Linked DNA regions of Macaca mulatta: region 2 is linked to region 1. A link is a contact called in public Hi-C data. All regions are on one chromosome and are shown on one strand. The core of a region is the stretch at or near the end of the contact, and the rest is flanking DNA. Distances in the headings are between cores, read along the strand shown.

Evidence for each region. Hi-C and Micro-C count contacts between places; a contact is called where the count stands out from the background.
Region 2: a contact with region 1 is called in a Hi-C map of liver, with 6 times the contacts expected there. The contact joins the promoter of CHST13 here to the promoter of TXNRD3 in region 1. A contact is called at or near these places in 2 of 14 Hi-C or Micro-C datasets (fetal cortex germinal zone and liver).

What each region holds. Positions count from the first base shown.
Region 1 is chr2:157,318,415-157,325,753 of T2T-MMU8v2.0, forward strand. TXNRD3 (thioredoxin reductase 3) reads left to right here and starts at 3,203. Exons shown (of 16, transcript NM_001353341.2): 1 at 3,203-3,606. The coding sequence starts at 3,364.
Region 2 is chr2:157,443,285-157,450,623 of T2T-MMU8v2.0, forward strand. CHST13 (carbohydrate sulfotransferase 13) reads right to left here and starts at 2,667. Exons shown (of 3, transcript NM_001194636.2): 1 at 2,571-2,667. The coding sequence starts at 2,667.

The DNA.
Region 1 (7,339 bases), core at 1,953-4,452:
GGCATCTGGAGGCGCTGAGCGGGGAGTCGCGGGACCCGCAGAGGGCGCCAGTCCGTGTAGGGGCAGCAGCACCTGGAGGCAGGAGGCCCCGGCCGCCAGCAGGGGTCAGCCTCTGCCTGGGGGTCCCTGACTCGGTCTTCCAGGCCAGGCTATGTCTCTTTGCCCAGGCTGGGCGGGGCCATTTACAGTTGAAAAGCCCCGCCCCAACTCCATCACGGCCGCCTGGCCCCGCCCCCGTCCCCATGGAGACCCGACGCCGCCGGAAGACTTGTCAGCTGCTGTTCTGGAGCCTGGTGCCTGCCTTGTATGCCCTGTGTGCCCCACGCGAGTGGTGCTGCTCAGGCTGGCCCCGACTCGAGACACCGGAATGCCTATCCACCCGTCCACTCCTGGGCCCGTTCCTCGCGGGGCGGGCTGTAGGGCACGGCGGGGTAAGAATCTGTTGTAACCAAGGAAGGGAACTGCCCCCAGGCCCAGAGAGTTTGGAGCCTGGGGTACTATCACCAACAGCCCAGGCCCCTCGCAGCTGGGCCCTGCCCTAGAGTTTTCCTGCAGCAGGGCTCTCCTCCGGAGGGGCTGTGAATGTTTCCCCGGGAGGGGGTTGAAGCCAGAGCCCAGAGGTTTCCTCCCCTGGGGAATCCGTTCCGTTTGCCCCCCTGAGGAATCTGTCAGTCGCCCCCCTCGGGCTGCAGTGAAGGAAGCTCTTAAGGGACAATGGCCAGCTTCTCCCCTGCAAGGATAGGAGCCCCAGGGAAGGCATTCCTGCTCTGGGGACTGCCTCCCTCTCCCACATCAGAGCCAGCGCTTGCAGAAGCTAGGTCAAGCTGACCACTCTGTCTTTGATCTCTGCCAGGGATCTGAAAGAACATCCAGCCCCACGTGTGTTCCCCTCCTGACTCAGGCTAGATCACATCTAAGCCTGCCAGGGAGGCTGGTCTCAGAAAGCCCCTGCACTGATGTCTAGATGTCCAGAGTCCCAATAGAAGACTGTCTCTTTAAAAATATAAATAAAAATAAAAAGATAAAGGGGACCTCTCTCTTGTTCTGTTTCCTTTCTTCTTCAGTTCTTCCAAACTCTGATTTTTGCTTGGGCTAATAGGAAAGTCATCTTCTTGCTGCCTGAAGTCATTGTCTCATGTTCCTTTTCCTTCCTAGAGATCTTCTAAACAGTGTCAACTAGATCGCAGCCATCTGGCCCCTGCTCACTTCAATGGCATTCATTTCTCCCTCACCTCTGCTCATTTTTGGATCTTTCAGCATTTTCCCCCAATACACCAGCCTTCCCCTGCTTCTGTGGTTCAGCTCGGCTGCCTCCCTCTGATACCCTCTTCCAGTGCTTATTGTCTGGGCCAATGATTCTTCACTTCATCACATCCAGCTCAGGTATTATTCTTCTCTTTAGAACTGCTTCCTCATTTGCATTTCTTATTTTTGACATCTCTCCTAGAAGGGCTCTGATCTCCTGAAGACAGGTGCTATCTTCCACGTGCTTATTCCCTAACACTTAGCACAGACCGAGGTGTTCAGGAAGTGCTTGTGGAGTCAAGGCATGAAATAAGCCATGTGGGCACAGGGCAACAGGAGTGGCATGAGGCAGTCCCTGAACATCATGGTCTGTACTCCACCTCCCAGATTTGTGGCTCCCTGGATGAACAGAGTAGGAAGAAGAGGAATTTGAGATCCCAGCCTGTCATGTGAGGACAAGAGGAGAAGCAAAATATGGTAATATATGTTCTGGTAAGATGTGACATGTATGAATCACTAATTCATTCCTTCAGTAAAACTGTATTCCGTGCCTACTATGAGCCAGGCACTGTGATAAACTCTGGGGCTAGAGTTGTGGGCCAAAGTGATAAGGCCCTTTTCTCACAGAACTCGCATTCCAGTCGAGGTCATGGAGACAGGGCTAGGGCAGACAACAAGCAAGGAAACCAGAAATTATAGGAGGTCGTTGAAAATAATAATAAATGTGTCATGAAGGGACTGGAACATGTGTGAAATGATGGAAATTAGCAGCTACTTCATTTTGGGTACACAGCAAAAGGTTATCTAAGGAGGTAACATTTAAGCCAAGACTTAGTTGGCAATGAGGAGCCAGACTTGCTGGAGCAGGTATTAGTCTGTTGGAGCTGTTAGAACAAAGCACCATAGAAGGGGCATCTTATGAACAACAGAATTTTATTTCTTACAGTTCTGGAGCCTGGAAGTCTGAGATGAAGGTGTCAGCACGGTTGCTTCTGATGAGGGCCGACTTGCCCATTTCAGTTGTAAGGTCTCACCGTGTTCTCACATGGTGGAGAGTGAGCTAGCTCTCTGGCCTCTTCTTAATGATACTAACTACTGGTACTAATCCCACTCTCAAAGATTCCGCCCTCATGACCTAATTACCTCCCAAAGGTCTTAACTTTCAAATATTGTTACATTAGGATGAGAGTTTCAACATATGAAATCTGGGTGATACATTCAGTCCACTGCAGGAGACAACATCCTAGACTGATAAAGCTAAAGGTGCAAAGACCCAAAGGCGAGAATGGTTTTGACGCATCTGAGGCACAGGGAGAAAGCCCGTGTAGCTGAAGCAGAATGAACCGGAGGGACACTGTCAGGGGATGACAGCCTAGAGGTAGGCAGGAACCGGTTCACACCTGCTGGTCCTGCGGTTGATTGTTCTCTTTATTGGGGTTTTATTCACCCATTGTGGTGGAGGGGGCTGTAAGTCATTGCAGGCTAGTTCAGCTCAAAGGTCTTCCATCCACCCCCTGAAATGGACAGAGGATTCCTGTTCTCGCAGTTTCAGAGTTCCTTTGTTAGGGGCGGCTCTGGAATTCTATGTAGAAGGGAACTGACGGGTAGCAACCTACGAAACTCATCTTAAAGTTGCATTGCAATAGCAAACGCAATGTATTTATTTAGCTTGTGTGATCTAAACTTTTAAAAATATCAATCTTTCCAATTCACACTTCTCATAAAAATTGAAGAATGTATATTTTAAGGTGGTTTAAACGGGCTGTTGGGGATTATTAGGAGTAAAAGGCATTGCACAGAGGCCATCTCCAAGCGGCATCGCCAAGATTGGTTGGTCTCCGGACGCGCGCACAGCCTGGAGATAAAGAGGCTCGCGCTTGGTACCCGCCTCTTTGAGAAGGGCAGGCGTACGCCGCGGGCGGGCGGGGGGCCCAGTTCGCATGCGCGGGGCGGTGCTGGGGGTGGGGCGAGCGGCTGCCTGGCGGATTCGCGCGGGTGCTGAGAGTGGCCAGCGAAGGCAGCGTTCGCCGCCCCTCAGCCCAGGTCCCTGCGCCGCCGCCGCCGCCTGCGTTTCGGTTTGTGAGCAGGCCCGGCCCGGCCGGGAGCGAAAGCGAGACCGTGGAGCAGTCGCCGCCACAGTCGCCAGGGCCGGGGAAGGCGGGCGATGCCCCCAACCGCCGCTCGGGCCATGTCCGAGGGGCGCGCGTGTTGTCGCCGCCGGGGCGCCGCGCCCGCCTGTCGTCCCCCGGGCCCAGCAGCTCGTCCGAGGCCCGCGAGGAGCTGCGCCGCCGCCTCCGGGGCCTCATTGAGCGCAGCCGGGTGATGATCTTCAGCAAGAGCTACTGTCCCCACAGTACTCGGGTAGGCGCGGCCCTCGCCGGTTCCACCGCGCGCGACCAGGCCGCCACGCGGACGCCACCCCCGGCAGGGCGGGTCCGGGCTGGGGCGCCCGCCTCACTCCCGGGCTGCGGCAGTGAGGTCAGCCGCCCGTCCTCTCCTCTCCCCGGCCTTCCCCTGAGGTGGGCTTGTGATGGTTTATCAAAACAGAAACACTCCTAATTGCGTGACCTCGACCTGGGTTAGGACCCTGCGCCGAACCTCAGTTCTCCGTCTTGGGAAACGAAGGTACGGGAAGGTTGTGAGGTAATTTCAGCTTCATGCACACTGCCTTAACTTTTCAGCGCAGGCTAGGAATCCGGCATTATTTCTAAGGACAAATGTATTCTGAGTTTAAGAATACTTCACTTAAAAACGAGCCTTTGGGTGATAACCTACGTGTAAGGCAGAGACTTTCAACGTTTAGGAATTTACTTCATTTTACAGAAAGTTGAAAAATGATACGTGGAAGACAGTATGCAAAAGCATAAACTATTAGGTTGAGCTCATGAAATTATAGGCTGTTTTTCAAATATATTTGAAGTTTACATTGATGTGTATAGTTTCTTAAAACATATATTATGCATATACATTTTTAAGAATAATAAAGTGACACTAGTACTGTAGAAGCTTCCTTGGCTGTCTTCTCCCTCCCTCAGGATTAACCACTATGCAAAATTTCTTTTTTTTTTTTACATTTTTACCAAATATATACATTATTAATCAATATTTGGTTCCTTTTGGCCTGTTTTGGGACTTGATATAAATCGAACCATATATACATCTGCAGTTTTCTTCCTCAACAGTTATGTTTCAGAGATTCATGCATATTAGTATCTGTAGCTGGGGTTCATTAATTTTCATTGCTGACTACTCCCTAGGATGAATCATACCGGAGTTTATCATTTTGCTGTTTCTAGTATTTTGGTCTTAAAAAACAGTACAGCTGTATGCTTATTCTTGCACGTAACTCCCAGCGCACTTACAAGAGACTACTCTAGGATAGATATCATGAAGCTGAGTTGCTGGGTCATAAAGGATGCATGATTTCTACCTTAGCAAGGTAATGCCCAACTGAGTTTCCAAGTAGTTATACCAATTTACTCTCCTCCTAGTTTATAACAATTCATCTTGCTCTACATCCTTGCTAACAGCTGATATTTTTAATTTTTGCCATTCTGGCAATTTTGAAATGGCATTCCATTATGGTTTAATTTTGTATTTCCCAAATGAAGTCCAGTGTATTCATGGGTCACTTGAGCTTCCTCTTCTATGAAATTCTATAGTATGCTTTTCATTTTTTTCAGGCCTTTTGCCTATTTTCCTATGCAGTGGATTTTAGTTGTTTGTACTAGACTTGTAGGTGTTCTTTATATATTTAGGATGCTTATCCTTAGGTTATGTATACAGTAAGTGCTCACTCAACATTGGTGATAGGTTCTTGGAAACCAACCTTAAGCGAAATGACATGTAACAAAACCAGTTTTATTGTAGGCTAGAAGTAAGAGTTAAGTTCCTATGGCATATTTCTGACCACAAAAATAAAAAATCACCAAACTTTTAAATAAAGACCCAAAACATGTCTAGTATTAAACATTGAAATAAATGTGAACTATACATACATTTAAGAGAGATTAATGAGAACAAGGAAGAAAAGTATTTACCCAATTTCTGGTGAATCAGGAGAGGTTGGGTTCTAATGGTAGTGGGTGAAATCAAAAAATGTTTGCAAAGCAGGATTTTAAGGAGCACCTTGTGCCACTGGGCAGTTCAAAAACAAAATCAGAAATATGGAGGGTACACTGTTGAGTGCTCTCCTACTGTATTCGTTATTGTTTGCGTCTGTATGATTATTGTCTACTTTATGAAGCTTTATTTGGCAATAATTTATATTTGCTTATTCATTCCTTTTCCAACCCATTTACTCCATTTCAGGATTGCAAGTGCTAGGCGGGATCCAAACCTGGCTGGGACACCGTCCCATTGCAGGTGCACTTGCACACACACCCACACTTTCTGTGACTGGGAAAATGTAGATACACTAATTAGCCTAACATGCACATCTTTGGGATGTGGGAGGAAACTGGAGTACCTGGAGGAAACATGAAGAGAAGGTGCAAACTCCACTTGACAGTGGCTCTGGCTGGGAATAGTTTTTTTAATCACTGTTGTAATGAAATAATGTTATTTGAGGACCTGCTGCTGTAGAAAATCTGTCAGATTTAGCTTCCTTTTTCACTCTTTTTATGGGATTGATATGGTTTGGATCTGTGTCCCCAACCAAATATTGAAATGTAATTCCCAATGCTGGAGGTAAGGCCTGGTGGGAGATGAATGGATCATGGGGGTGAATTTCTCATGAATGGTTTAGTATCATCCCATTGGTACTGTCCTCATGATAGTGAGTTCTCATGAGATCTAGTCATTTAAAAGTGTAGCATCTCCCCACCCAACTCTCTTGCTCCTGCTCTGGCCATGTGAAGTGCTGGCTTTGCCTTTGCCTTTTGCCATCATTGTAAGTTTCCTGAGGCTTCCCAGAAGCCAAGGAGATGCCAGCATCATGCTTCCTGTAGAGTCTACAGAAGCATGAGCCAATTAAACCTCTTTTCTTTATATATAACCCAGTCTCATATTTCTTTATAGCAATGGGAGAACAGACTAATATAAGGATCTTTTCATTAACTGAAGTTTGTAAGTTTAATGTATTTGCTTCTATCATTCTTTTCCTTTTATGGCTTGCTTTTGGTGTCTTATTTAGGAAATCTGTTTCTATTCAGAGATCATAAAGATATTCTGTTTTAGCTCCTGAAAATTGAGTAGTGAGTAGTGTGCTTTTCATACCCACCTTCTTGACATCTACCTGGGATTGATATTGGTAATACGAGTGGGGATCCAATTTGTTTTCTTCTTTGTGACTTACCAGGTGTTCCTGTTTCCTTTTTTTGGAGACCCTATCCTTTCCACACTAGTTTGTATACTCACTCATCATTGATCAGGTTCTCATGTATGTGTTGGACTGTTTCTGGGGTCTGTTTCTATCTATATTTCTTAAGAGTTGTCCTTTGTAGTTTGCATAAATACCAAGAGATCAGAACTGTGTCTGTCTACTGCTGTATTACTGGGGCCTAGACAATAGTGTCAGGCACATATTATAGGGTGAATTATCTTAAATAATTTTAGTCAAACCTTTGCTGATACAGAAAATCTTAGGACAAATGATCCTCTATTCTGTATGTGTTAACATTTTCAGTAATGTGGCCATGATTTTGAGTCCCATTACATATTTGGACAGCTCTGATTATTGGAATTTTTTTAAGTGAAGCGAAGTCTGCCTCTCTGAAATGTTTTTTCATTCTTGGAGGTGAGCATTGCTCCAGTGGGCAGAATTAAGAACTTTGCTTCTGCTTGGAGGGCAGATCTTCCAGTACTTTTGCCAAGTGTTTTTCTTGCTTGACTGAGTAGCCTGCTTTCTTACATGTCTGTCTTTACATGTGGCCACTCACTAACTTGATTGTACAGGTTTTTTTTTTTTTTTTTTTTTTTTTTTTTGCCCATGAACCTCTTAAATGTATCTCCCAAAATTAGACATCATATTCCACATGTGTCCTTATCCTTGCAGAGTCAAGGAGAGAGATTGTTTCTTGATTGGGCTGCTAATGGCATTCAGTAAGCGTCATTGGGTACTTAGTGTTGCAGAGACACAGAAATGAATAAACCT
Region 2 (7,339 bases), core at 1,417-3,916, 120 kb after region 1:
GATCTTGGATTTTCCTATTAAAAATGTAAGCTCCTCGAGGCAGGGGGATTTCTAAGTTTTGTTCCCCACTGTCTCTCAGCACCTAGACATATGCTTGGCATGAGCAGGCAACCAACAGGTCTGTGGTCCGTGGTGTGCCAGCCACGGGAAGCATGGCCACCATGCCCAGGCAAGAACACAGAGGGAGCCAAGGGGCCACAGGAGACCCAGGGGTCTGCCGCTGGGCGCTGCCGCTGGGCACTGGGGGTGAGGGTGGGGTGATGAGGGCAGTGGTGCTCTGGGCAGCTGCCCCACCTTTCTGGAATCTCCTCCTCCCTGGGACCCTAGGCATGAGGCCAGTGCTGGTGGTGGAGCCCTGAGGCTGAGGCTGTGGGTGTGGAGGGGCTGCCGCACACCTCCCCCTACTAGAATGTCTCTGAGCTCCCTGGGGCAGCAAGATCCCCAGGCCTGAGCCAGTGGCCCTTCAGTGGCCCCTTGCCCAACTTATGACAGCACCTCTTGCTCTGGAGAAGGAGGGGATGGTGCTGGGCCTGACCTTTAGGGAGAAGGGGCTGAAATTCCTCCTGGGTTCTGGAGCCCTCATTCCCAGGCCAGAAGCCCTCACAGGGCACAGACCACATCCCTTCCAACTCAGGCATGGCTGCAGAGACACTGCAGGCCCTCGTGAGGCCATTTCCAGAGGCCAAGGGCAGGAGATGCCCCTCCAGCAGGACTACCCTGGCAGGAAAAGACCTTTCCCAGCTGAGTGCCCTCCCTGCATGCCACCTGCAGGCCCCCAAGCATGGTCTCAGCCAAAACTTCAGCTCAGGGCTTGGGAGGGAGAAAAGCCAGTGGGAGAGGCTGGATAGGTTGGTCTGGTTAACTCTTGCTCGCCCAGGGTCACTCACAAAGCATGATGGCTGGAAACAGGCCATGGGAGAGGTACAAGAGAGCCTGACAGAAACAGAGAGAGATTCTGAGACGCTGGGTGAGAAGGTCATGGCCAAGGGTAGGACAGGCCAGGTGCAGAGCCCAGCCTGCACAGAGGCTAGGAAGGGAGGTTTGGAGCCGCCCTCCTAACACCTGCTGTCTCTTCCCAGGCTCTGCAGGAGAGGGAGGGAGGTCGGAAGGAACAAAGCCCAGAAGGTGACTAGTACCTTGGCTTGTTTCTCATCCCTCAAACCCGGGTAGAGTAGGTGACTGGAGAGAGATATCCCACAGAGACATGGGGACACAGACACTCCATGCGGTCACTCAAAGATGTATGCTCCTTTGCAGACACTCCCCAGGACCCAGGCGCTCAGGTGTCCTCTAACATCCCACACTGAGCCCTGAGGGGCCAGTAGCCACCAACCCCTGCCCTGTCTTAGTACTGGGTAAACATCTGTCACTGAATGACTGGGTGGACAGAGGCTGTGGCAGCCACAGACACTGAGTCCACACCCCAGACTGCCAGGAGACTGTCTGCTCTACACCGCTAGCCAGCTCACAGAAGGGGTGGTGGGGGTGTTGGAAGGAGAGACCCCAGCCCTATCCCATGGGCTTGGGGAGGCATCCAGGTTTGACCTGCTGTGTTCTGGGCACACAAGGGGCAGGGGGCAGTGTGAGGGGCAGGGGGTGTGGGCAGAGGCCTCCCCAAGTCCTGATATCCTCAAGTCTTGGGCCACTCCCACCCCCACTGCCCAACATCCCAGCCCACCCTGGACCTAGTTACTTACTCCCTGGGACTGTGTCTGCCAGGTTCCAAGGGTGGGGCCCAGGATTCTCAGAGCCCACACTGGGGGTGGGGAGGCAGACTGAGACGTCCCACCTGGCACACATACCACATACAAGGAAAGGCAAACAGCCCTGAGGTCAGGAGGCCGGGGTGCTGGCTGGGCCCCTCCAGCCCCAAGGAGATTGTGTAGCCAGCATGTTGCCACCACACCCGTCTCCCTACCTCTCTGGCCTGCTTCGATTTGTGTGAAATGCGTTGATGGGAGGCTTCACATGAGCTGAGGAGAGACTCAGAGCACAGACTCAGCACCGGTGGAGCCCAGGGCACTCAGCTCTGCAGTCATGACTAGTTGCCTCAGTTTCCCCAGCCAGACCACGAGGTGGGTGCACAGGAGTCCCAAACCTTACCCGGTGTGGATTTCAGGGTGGAGCAGGGAGTGGCACCCACTGCACAGTAGGACAACCGAGGGACCCGACCGAGTGGCCCAAGCTTCCCCTCCTATGCTCATGGGCCGAGCAGCGCTCACGTCCAGGGGCTCCCGGCTGCCCAGGGGAAGGGGGCGAAGGTAAGGGAGACGGCCTTCCTGGATTGGCCAAATGCCCTCTACTCCCCACAACTGACCCCGGTCTCCAGGCACCGGCTGTGGGACCCAAATAGTCACCGCTCTGGGAGTAGGGAGATAACTCCGGAGAAGGAGCAAGAGCCTTTGCTCGTGGGGGCGTCTAGGGCCTTTCTGTGCCCCACCAGCCACCCTGCCCGCCACTCCTAGCCCCAGCCAGGAAGGAGATGGCAGGTGTCCCCGCCGCTGTCGAGGGGTCAGGCCGCGGTGGGAGCGTTTGCTTGCGGTTGCGCGGCTGGGCCGGCGAGCACTCACCCGGACTCAGGGTGCGGGGCGCGGCGCACAGGAGCAGGAGCGCGGCGCCTAGACAGGCGGCAGCCAGCACGCGCTGCCGCCAGCAGCGCCTCCCCATGCTGTGCCGGGCGCGCGGCGGAGGACAGTCCGCTGGGTCCGGCTGGGGGCGGAGGTGCCCTGGCCCAGGACCCCGCCCCGGCAGCGCAGCGCCTACCAAGACGCGCGGCGCCGCGCAGGGCAGGGGAGCACGGCAACTGGACTGCAGCCCCACGAGCCCCTGCGAGTCGCTGGGGACTGAGTAGACGGGACAGAGTGGGGCGGCAGGCCCAGTCTTCTTTTCGTGCCCAGTCTTCTTTTCGTGCCTGCACCCTCACCTGATAGAATGGGGCCGAAGTCCAGGGCGCGAGGGCGGAGACTGATTGGGGAAGCCCCTCGCCCCTAGGCTCCGCCCCTAGTGTTTGCCCCGAGGTGCCGTTATCCACCCAAGGCCAAGAGGTATTGTCGCGTTGGCGTGCCCCACCCCGGGCGGTGTCCCCTTGCCATTTTGCTGCCTTAGATGCCAGGGGCCCAAGGGCTGATCCGAGATGAACCAAGGAGCCTAGTAGAGCGTTGCCCTGTCCATGGTTCTCTGGGACCCCTGCCCTCAGTAGGAGGCCTAACAGTGTCCCTCCTTCCCCGACCCAAGGCTTGCTTTCCCTGTACCCTTGCTTTTCTCTGGGGTTTCCAGGTCCTGCCTGAATCTAGCTCGTGCAGATGGCGCTAGCCTCTGGACAGAGAGGGAGTGTCTCAGCTTACATCCCCCGGGGAATGGAGTTTGTTGCGCCTCAGCGTGTCACCCACAACTTCTCTGAGCACCATGTGAGCACCGAGGACTTGCCAGGGACTGTGTGTGTGTGTGTGTGTGTGTGTGTGTGTGTGTGTGTGTGTGTGTGTTGGGGGGTGGAGGGGGGGAGGTGAGAGTAAAGTCCAGCCTTTGAAAGACACACACATTCAGCTAGCCCTGAGTGGGAGCCCACGCCTAACCGTAGGGTCTTGCTGCCTGGAAGTCAGGCTAGCAGGGAACCGGAGGGTGCAGCTGGCACTGTGTGTGCGAATGAGTGTGTTGGAGACAACATTTAGCAGTGTGAGTGCATGGGATAGGGTACTGCGTTAAACTCCAGGTTTTTTGGAGTTTTTTTTGTATAAATGTAAGGGACACAAGTGCAGTTTTGTTACATGAATATATTATACAGTGGTGAGGTCTGGGTTTTCTGTGTAACCATCACCTAAATAATGTCCATTGTACCCACTAAATAATTCCTTATCCCTCCCACCCCACTCACTCTCCTACCCTTTCAAGTCTCCAGTGTCTATTATTCCACACTCTAAGCTCCAGTTGTTAAACTGCTTTTGAAAAATCTGGTGACTCCAAACCCACCTGGTACCACTTACTGCTGTGGGAGATTAGGAAAGTCACCACACCTCTCTGTGCCCCATTTCCCTGTACAGGGGGGTAATCCTAAACCTCACTGCTGTGAAGATTAAATGAGATACAGGAAATGTTTGCAACAGTGCCTGGCACTCAGTGAGTGCCAGGTAAGTATTTGATGTTAGTAATTAACTTGTTTATGGTTACTGCCTGTTTCTGGCAAATGACTGGTTTCTGTTACAGTTGTGAAATAAAAATTTCTTCCTATTACATTTATTTAAGTTGTGGAAGATCTATTTAAGGAAGAATATTAAGCAAATAATAGTTCTGCTGATTCTGAGATACAGCTTTAAATGGTGATGGTGGTCTCAAAGGACAGAGAGGTGGGAGTCCCCATTCACAGTAAGCCAGAGCTTCTTATCATGACTTTCCGGGCCTTGGGGAGCCTCCAGCCCACCCCCAGACTGGCCCAGGACCCAGGGATTCCAGGTCATCTGCATTCCCTGCCGGACCTAACTCGCATCCAAAGGTGCCTTCCAAATTTCCCCAGACCGGCATTCCCTGGCCCCACTGCCTGTCTGGAATCCTCAGCGCTCCTTGCCCTTATGTGCTGCCACCTGGTGGTCAAAGTTGGGAATAACATCTCAGCCCTTCATCCGGAGATGTCCCTGGAGATGGGGTCCCTGGAGAGAGGAAGAGATGGTCTTGGGTCTTGGGATGGGAGGGTTCAGATGCCTGGCTAGACGCCCGGGGCCTTGAGAGCTTCCCTGTGAAGACGCTCTCTCCCAGGGACTCGCATTCATTCATTCATTCGACAGATACAGAACACCCACTCCGTGCTGAGGTCCGCTTGGAGAGGGTGAGACCCCTGCAGTGTCTGCCCTCACAGCATTTCCATTACAGATGGGAAGCACGGAAAATCCGGATAAAGAGAGAGCGCGGTGAATGCTGCTGTGAAGAAAACAGCAGGTACCAGGATGGGAAGCGTGTCCGGTGTAAGGAGGGTGCTGGGGCAGGCCTCGGGGAGGTGGCATTGGAGCAGAGATGTGACTCCAGGAAGCAGAAGCCAGCAGGTACCATTGCAAAGGCCCTGAGGTGATGTTCCAGTTGCTGTTGCTAGGTAACAAACTGCCCTAAAATTTGGCCGCTTAAGACAACCATTTAAATTTTGCTCACATTTTGTGTATCGGGAATTGGGGCATGGGCTTGGCTAAGTATTTCTCATGGGAGTCTCAGGCTGCTGCAGTCAGAAGGCAGCTGGCACTGCATCACTGGGAGGCTCACCCTGGTCGAGTGTCCCACTGCTCACACTGGCAGGTGGTGTCCGTCTGGGAGCTCTGCTGGGCAGTGATGCAAGGATCCTCTCAGGGCACCCTTCATCCTGGGGGCCTCCTGGGGCACCCTCCAGCCTGGGGACCTCCTTGGGGCACCCTCTGGCTTGGGGTCATCCTGGAGGCACCCTCCAGCCTGGGAGTCTCCTTGGGCCACTCTCTGGCCTCCAGACCTCCTCGGGGCACCCTCCGACCTGGGGCCCGGTATGCTGCTCCCATAGAGCCTGGCCATTTTCTGACCTGGCCTGGGGCTGCCTTTTGTTAGTTACCCGAAAATCGCTGAGGCTGGACCAGACCCAGGAGTGGGGCCACACCAACCAGCAGTGCCCGAGAATTTGCAGGCATGTTTTAGAACCACCACCGCCTGTCCCAGGAGCACCAGGGAGGCTCTGGAGTGGGCGAGGGTGAATGGGTGAAGTCAGAGAGGCAGACAGAGAGTCCAGATCCCACAGATAGGGTTTTCTAAGCATAGAGGGAAGCCGTCCATGAAGAATAGCTAAATCACAGACACCACCTCTGCTGCTCTGTGGGAGGCAGGGAGGAGGTGGGGACCCGGAGGAGCCAGAGCTGTCTCTGTGAGAGATGACACTTTTTCCTCGTGGAGGAAACCGTTAGAAAAATAATTCTTCATCTTGTCTGGCGTGTGTCCTGTGCGAGGCACTATTCTAAGCCCTCCATGCGTGTTATCTCATGTGATCCTCAGATGCATCCTATGAGGTACATAGTAGACTTTCATTTTATAGATGAGGAAACTGAGGCACCGAGAGGCTCAGTAACTTACCCAAGGACACAGCTAGAGAGTGGTGTAGCCAGGGTTGTTTGAACCTAGCAGCCTGCCATATTTAACTTCTGTGATCTTCATTCTCTCTCTTTTTTTTTTTTTTTTGATCTTTTGCCCAAGCTGGAGTGAAGTGGCGCGGTCTCGGCTCACTGCAATCTCCGCCTCCCAGGTTCAAGCGATTCTCCTGCCTCAGCCTCTCAAATAGCCAGATTACAGGCGCCCACCACTATGCCCGGCTAATTTTGCTTTTTTAGTAGAGACGGGGTTTTGCCGTGTTGCCCAGGCTGGTCTCAGACTCCTGACCTCAGGTGATCCTCCTGCCTCAGCCTCCCAAAATGCTGGGATTACAGGCATGAGCCACCGCACCCAGCCAAGATCTTCATACTTTTAAATAGTTAGGCAATGTTTGTTTTTAATGAAACTATTTTGGGGTCACTAGATTTGTGTGCAGTTGTAAGGAAGAGAGATCCCGTGTCCCCTTTACCCACTTTCCCCCAGTGCTGAGATCGTGCAGAACCACAGTGCAGTAGCCCGGTTGGGATGTGACATGGACGCCATCAGCATGACTTCTGCACAATGTTCACCTTTTCTCAAATTGGTTGCTGATGTTTAAAACTCAGGAGATTTCAGAAAACCTGCTGGATTTCTGGCTGCTCTTGGGCCATGAGACGCGGGGCCTCCTGTGCAGTGGGCCCTGGGACCAGGTCTCAGTGCAGTTTGTTGAGGCTCTGTCTGTTGGGGAGTGCAAGGTGAGCTGGGCATGGGAAGCAGCTGACTGAGAAGCAGTCTCCCCACCCTGAGGCGCAAGGGACCTGCGTGCTTAGGGGCTGCTCCCTGGGCAGGTGGGGAGGGGCTGCTAATTCTCCCTTGCAGCTGCCCTCTGAGTGGGAAGAGGACACTCAGGGTCACCAGAAGACACCCTTGAGAAGGCAGCCGAAGGTGCTGGCCACTGGCATCCAGGCCGTACAACTTCTGTCTTGTGCACTCTGTTCCCAGGGCCTGCAACAGCACCTGGCATAAGAAGGACTGAGTGTGGGATGCTTAAGCCTGAGCACCTTTCTGCATGCTCTGTCCCAGGTGGCCCCGGCTGGTGAGGAGCAGAGATGCCACAGGCCCAGTATGAAAACAAACCTTTTCCTTCTTCATTCATACAACATGACGCACCCCAGTCACCAAAGTATATGTGGGCTTTTTCCAGCAGCCAGCTTTTCAGCTGGGTGTCTCCTCCAGCTGGGTATCCCAGTCAGCTCAACTCTGATACCACCTGCTG